2 separate regions of the Podarcis muralis genome follow, and region 1 is linked to region 2. The links are chromatin contacts, called in public Hi-C maps. All regions are on one chromosome and are shown on one strand. Each heading gives the region's core, a stretch centred on a gene start, on an enhancer-like site or on the middle of the called end of the contact. The rest is flanking DNA. Distances are from core to core; before and after follow the strand shown. Region 1 holds the start of ZCCHC8 (zinc finger CCHC-type containing 8). Region 2 holds the start of LOC114586625.

The links. A called contact is a pair of places that touch in the nucleus more often than the background predicts.
Region 1: a contact with region 2 is called in a Hi-C map of tail, with 2.6 times the contacts expected there. The contact joins the promoter of ZCCHC8 here to the promoter of LOC114586625 in region 2. A contact is called at or near these places in 2 of 3 Hi-C or Micro-C datasets (blood and tail).

Annotation. Positions count from the first base shown.
Region 1 is chr16:40,437,504-40,440,531 of rPodMur119.hap1.1, reverse strand. It overlaps ZCCHC8 (zinc finger CCHC-type containing 8), which reads left to right and starts at 1,437. Exons shown (of 14, transcript XM_028710498.2): 1 at 1,437-1,899. The coding sequence starts at 1,714.
Region 2 is chr16:40,274,725-40,277,659 of rPodMur119.hap1.1, reverse strand. LOC114586625 reads left to right here and starts at 1,303. Exons shown (of 2, transcript XM_077919994.1): 1 at 1,303-2,920. The coding sequence starts at 2,902.

The sequences.
Region 1 (3,028 bases), core at 188-2,687, 160 kb before region 2:
CATACCATATCTAACAAGATGAATGTTACCATGTCCCGTGCCTGCTTATTCTAGCAGTAGGTTTTGATAAAAGCTTTTGGCAACGTAAAACTATCACCACCAGCTCAACATTTGCAATGTGACGTGTATGAAAAACATGTTTTTCATAATATGCTGTGTGGGGGCTTTATATCTTCTAGTTAGGCTGTGCAATGTAATAAAAAAAGTTGCATAGCAACAGAGTATGTTGCACTGCAACTTTTGAACTTTAACTTTTGTTGCATGTTAAGATTCTAATGCCCATGTAATGTGGCATGTCTCCTCAGTTTTAGTGAATAAAATGTTTATTATTAAATAAGATTAGGATAGCTGTTGAAGAAGAGAACTGAAACTACCACAAGAAGTGTTGTAAAATCAATAGGTAATCTCTTTGCAGAATCACTTGTCAATAATTCTTGTTCAGTTATTGAGCCCTTGTTCCCCAAAGCTAGCATTCTAGTTTGCATGGGTGGTCTGGAACAGTAGCAGAATTTTGATACTGTCTGCCCCAGATTGACTTCTCATGCTCTTTTTCTCAAGTGGTACTCTTGCGATAGTTCCAGGGGCTTCATATGCTATAGAGTTACAAAAGTAAGTTTGATTAAAATTGAAATTGAAGCCCACAGACTTCTGTGGAATTTATTCAAAGAGAAATAACTGAAAGAGGTAGGGAGTGCTTGGTGATGGATTGCGTCAATGAACTACTGTATGCTTTTCTGTACCCAGAAATATAGATGTATTGATTAATTTGAATGGAAAGTGGCTTACAAACATAATTGTAACATAATAGTAACATAATAGAACACAAGTACAGCATAAGTCATATCATGAACAAATCACCTGTAAAACTATTAACCAAACAGCAACTAAAAAATAAGCTAAACACGCTTTAAGTGGCAGTGGCTTGCCAGGGTTTCAGCCAGGGTATCTCTTCTACCTCTATCAGAACATGCCTGGTGATTGAACCTGGATGGTCTGTTGCTGCCCTATGTTTTAATGAGGAGAGAGACCTGACAATAGTGGGAGAAAAGGAGGGTCAGTTGCTTGGTTCCTGCTTGTGATGTAACCAGGTTCTTTGTGCTTTTTGCCACTCCTGAAAGTGGTGATGCACTTCAGGTTTGTGGAACTGGAAAAATGAGATTGTAGCTACTCTGTTAGTGAAGACATCTGCTAGTATGTTGGAGAGCATGGATAAAAGGGGGACTCGTTTTCCTCCTAGCTGTACAAGTTAGTAATTCCTACCCAAGCTACGCAAGTATATTAGCCGAGCTACCAAGAAACCTCTGCAAGAAAAAGCACACAGGAAGAGGCTGAGCAAAAAGAGCTGCAGCTCGCCCCCCCCTCCCCCCATTGCGAGTCAATCTCCGCCAGCCTGCGCTGCCGGAAGCTTGAGAATCGGGCGGAAGTGCTTGGCCTATCCCAGCATGCATCGCTGCCCCCAGCCGCTCTCCCAGTGTGAAGTTCGGGCCTGGGGGCTGCGGGTACCGTCCGGCCTCGCTGCATTGTGGGAGTTGTAGTCGCCTGCCCGAAGAGCTCTGGCGACTGAAGGCCTTGCGTGCAACTGCGGCCCTTTCCGAGGTGAGGCCGGGGCCTCTCGCCGCCTTTCCTCTCCGCCCGGCGGCAACTCTTTCCGCAGCGCCTGGCCGTGCGGCCGGCGGGCCACGCGCGGCCGGCGCCTTCCCTCCCCGACCTAAGATGGCGGCCGAGGTGGACTTCGGGGACCAGGAGCTCTTCCAGCAGCTGGACGCCGGCGAGGCGGCGCCCATCCCGGCCGCGCAGCCGCTCCACGCCCGCTTCGAGGAGGCCGGGGCGGAGACGGAGGAGCTCCGCCAGCGGCTGAGGGAGTGCCAGGAGACCGTCAGGGAGCTGCAGGCCGAGAATATCCTGGCGGGGGGAGCAGGCCGGCCCGGGGGCGCCCCTCCCCTGAGCGGAGCCTCCTTCAAAGGGGCTGGGGGGGTGTGTGCTCTTGACATCTTGTTATCTATCTTCGCAAAGGGGTCCCAGCCCTTGTAACCCCCTCCCTGCCCCATTTGTAATCTAGAACTTGCGGTGGTTTCAGTTCCGTGGCTTCGGCTGTCGTTGCAGAAAGTGCCAGGGACTAGCCTCTTGCAGCAGAGACACAGTCCGGCCCCTGGAGCACGAGAGCTTCTTCCGCAAGTCTCGTGTTTTCAGGGTTGGCCCGGCCCAAGACGTTTTGCTGCCTGAGCGGGGGTGAGGATTTTTTGCAAAAGGATACTTAAGTAAATGCTAAGGTACTTTGCATTAGCAAATGTTTGGCTGCCCTGTGTTGGGAGTTGTAGCCCAACAACATCTGGGCACCAGGCAGACAAAGGCTGCCCTAAAGAGTGATCTAATTTAGTACATTTGTTTTACTTTTATTTCATAAGCTGCTTTGGCTGTGTGCAGTAAAGCTAACCAACTGAATATATTCTATAAGCAATGCTAAGAAGGTTGAAGCTGCCAGCCTTACCTAATAATGTATTTGTAGTTTGCATCCATTCACTGTTACTGGAGAAATTATTTCTGGCACCGAAAAAAGTTTCCACCCCACATCACTGTGCTTCAGGGAGAGCAGGAACAATGAAACTCTCACCCTGTCCTGCTCCTGTTGGAGTGTATAAGACACAAGACTGGCAAAGTTATGTCGACACTTTGGACAAGCATTTCTTTTCCTTTATGGCAGTAAAAATGCAATAATAAATTGAATTTATTCAATTTGCTGCCCCCTCGAGTTGACCAGAATTCCACTCTGCTGATCCTGTCTGTGTTGTGTTTGCTGCAACATACTGCTATCCACTTGAGAAGTTGTATCTTGGAACTTTGCTGTGATTTTTAAAATTTAATTTTATACTACTTCATCCCATACCACCCCACCTATTTTATCTTCACAACAACTTGTGGGATAAGATAGACTGCAAGAGAGAGTGGCCGCCCAAGATCACACAGGGGCCTTCAGGGCTGAGTGTGACTTTGAATCTGGGTCCTCCCAGTCCTAGGCCAGTACTCTGAG
Region 2 (2,935 bases), core at 54-2,553:
GGTAGACAGCTGCCCTGGACACAGAATTGACCTGCGCCTCCATGGACAGCTGTGAGTCCAAAATGACTCCCAGGCTGCGCACCTGGTCCTTCAGGGGCACAGTTACCCCATTCAGGACCAGGGAATCCTCCACACCCGCCCGCCCCCTGTCCCCCAAAAACAGTACTTCTGTCTTGTCAGGATTCAACTTCAATCTGTTAGCCGCCATCCATCCAGACACTCACAGGACATTCACCGCCATCACTGGTTCTGATTTAAAAGAGAGAGCTGGGTATCATCTGCATACTGATGAACACCCAGCCCAAACCCCCTGATGATCTCTCTAGGTGGCTTCATATAAATGTTAAAAAACTTGGGGCAAGAGGATGGAGCTCTGAGGCACCCCACAAGTGAGAGCCCAGGGGTCTGAACACTCACCCCCCACCACCACTTTCTGGACACAGCCAGAAGGAGTGTATAACAGTGCCCCCAGCTCCCAGCCCCTCTAGACATTCCAGAAGGATGTTATCGTCAATGGTATCAAAAGCCGCTGAGAGATCCAGCAGGACTAGGGAACAACACTCACCTTTGTCCCTAGCCCGCCAGAGATCATCGACCAGCACAACCAAGACAGTTTTAGTCCCATGATGAAGCCTGAATCCCGATTGGAAGGGATCCAAATGGTCCACATCCTCCAGGTGTGCTGGGAGTTGTTCAGCAACCACCCGCTCAATCACTTAACTTCCATCTACAACAGATGCTGCATTAAGGGGAGAATTAGCCTCCTGTTTTTAGCACACAAAAATTGTAGGTTGAGAAACCAACCTCAGGCTAACAAGCAGATAAATACATTCCTTTACTAAACAGAACTTAAGCAAGTACAGTATTGCATTCTCTTTCCCAATATGTTTCGAAAAGATGTCAATTTTCAGGGGTAAACCCCGAGAAAGTAAGTTGTTCAAATTAATTGATTTCAAGTAACAATTTACTACATGTATGCCTTTACTATGGGATGCGGGTGGCGCTGTGGGTTAAACCACAGAGCCTCTTGGGCTTGCTGATCAGAAGGTCAGCGGTTCGAATCCCTGCAACGGGGTGAGCTCCCATTCCTTGGTCCCTGCTCCTGCCAACCTAGCAGTTCGAAAGCACGTCAAAGTGCAAGTAGATAAATAGGTACCGCTCTGGCGGGAAGGTAAACGGCGTTTCCGTGCGCTGCTCTGGTTCGCCAGAAGCGGCTTAGTCCTGCTGGCCACATGACCCGGAAGCTGTATGGCGGCTCCCTCGGCCAATAAAGCGAGATGAGCACCGCAACCCCAGAGTCGGCCACGACTGGACCTAATGGTCAGGGGTCCCTTTACTTTACTATGCCTTTACTATAACTGATGGTTTTATTGTTTGCAATTTATGTGTAGTCGATCCAAGGCACGTGTATTTAAAAAAAACTTAATGTGTTATTGGTTTATGGCAGGAGACATAAAGCTGTTGGTTTAAAACCACATAATTTATAATATAGTTTTATGGTGGGAGGCATGGCTGTTCTGAAATGGGAGGTCTGTGTGCCCTGTCTCACTGCTGTCATGAGATAAGATGCCTTTTATTCCCGATTCAGTAATGCAAATTGAGCTATATTAGGACTCTTAATAAAAGAATCAGCCATGGGCCCTGTGCCAGTCTCTCTGGACTCAACCAAGAAATGAGATATTTGTGATGGGAATTGTCATCCAAAACATATGGAGATGCCTTTGCTCTGATGCAATAGGGTGCTGGGTGGTCCAGTCATCTTGAGAAAATCAAAATGGTAGCAACGTCACAATCACACCATCATCCCAAGTGGAAAGAACCAGGCAGCTGAGTGGGCCAAATTACAGCAACTTTACCATCACGGGTCACCCACTCGTTTTTCTTAAACAAGGGGATTTTTGCCTTTGGTGTTAAGGACCAGAGGACCAGGGGTGCCAACTTGAATAAAATATTGTGGTGGCCCAGGTAAGCCCCACCCTGCATAATTGATCACACAATGTGGTGTACACACACTATTTGAATGGCAATGCCCAACAACTGGGGGGGGGCATGGCACCCTCAAATATTTTATTGGGGAGGGCAAGGCCCCCTAGGCCCCTAGGAGTTGGCTTCTATGCACAGGACCATTAAAAATATTGTAACAGGAAATGTACAGGAAATCATAAGCTTCCTGAAACATTGGAGCTGAGGTGGAGGTATGAGTCACCCTGATAGTTATCTTTCCTTCTCCTTACACCTGAGCCCACGGCCAACAGTTGTCAATACATATTAGAGGACTTTTTAGTTTGGATTATGCATACTTGTTTCCCTTCTACAGGGTTGGTGAACCTGTGACCCTTCAGTTGCTGTTGAACTATGACTCCCATAATCCTTGACTTCTGGCCATGCTGCCTAAGACTTAGGGGGCACTGAGCCCAACAACATGTGGAGGGCCACAACTTCCCAGCCCTTGCCACCCTGGTTTCTGTGCCTGTCTTAAGCACCTGCTATATATAACTGAAATCATACACACAACTGTTACTGAAAATTGTGGACGGTGAGAACCAGAAACAAAAGCACAATTGTAAGTGGTGGGGGGCGGGAATGAGAGTTTATGAAATTCAGTACAATGCAATTTTTAAGACACCCAGGCTGCGTGCATTTAACTTTCACTTAAAAAACCCAGTAGGGATATTTTTGTGTGACAATGAAGATGAACAAAGGAGTTCTGTATATCCTGCGGTCCTGTCCCTGACCACACCTAGTCCATTCCTACTTAAGCTGCCTTGTAAATACAGCGTCATTATGCCTGCCTCTCCAGATTAACAGACTCGAAGAAGATCCAGCTACATCACAAGCCTCCCACGAGCCAGACGCTAAAGGGAGAGACCAGAAACAAAGGTGCAGAGCAACTTTAAGTAAATGCCGTCATTTGCCCAGGGTAAGAAACTTCTTC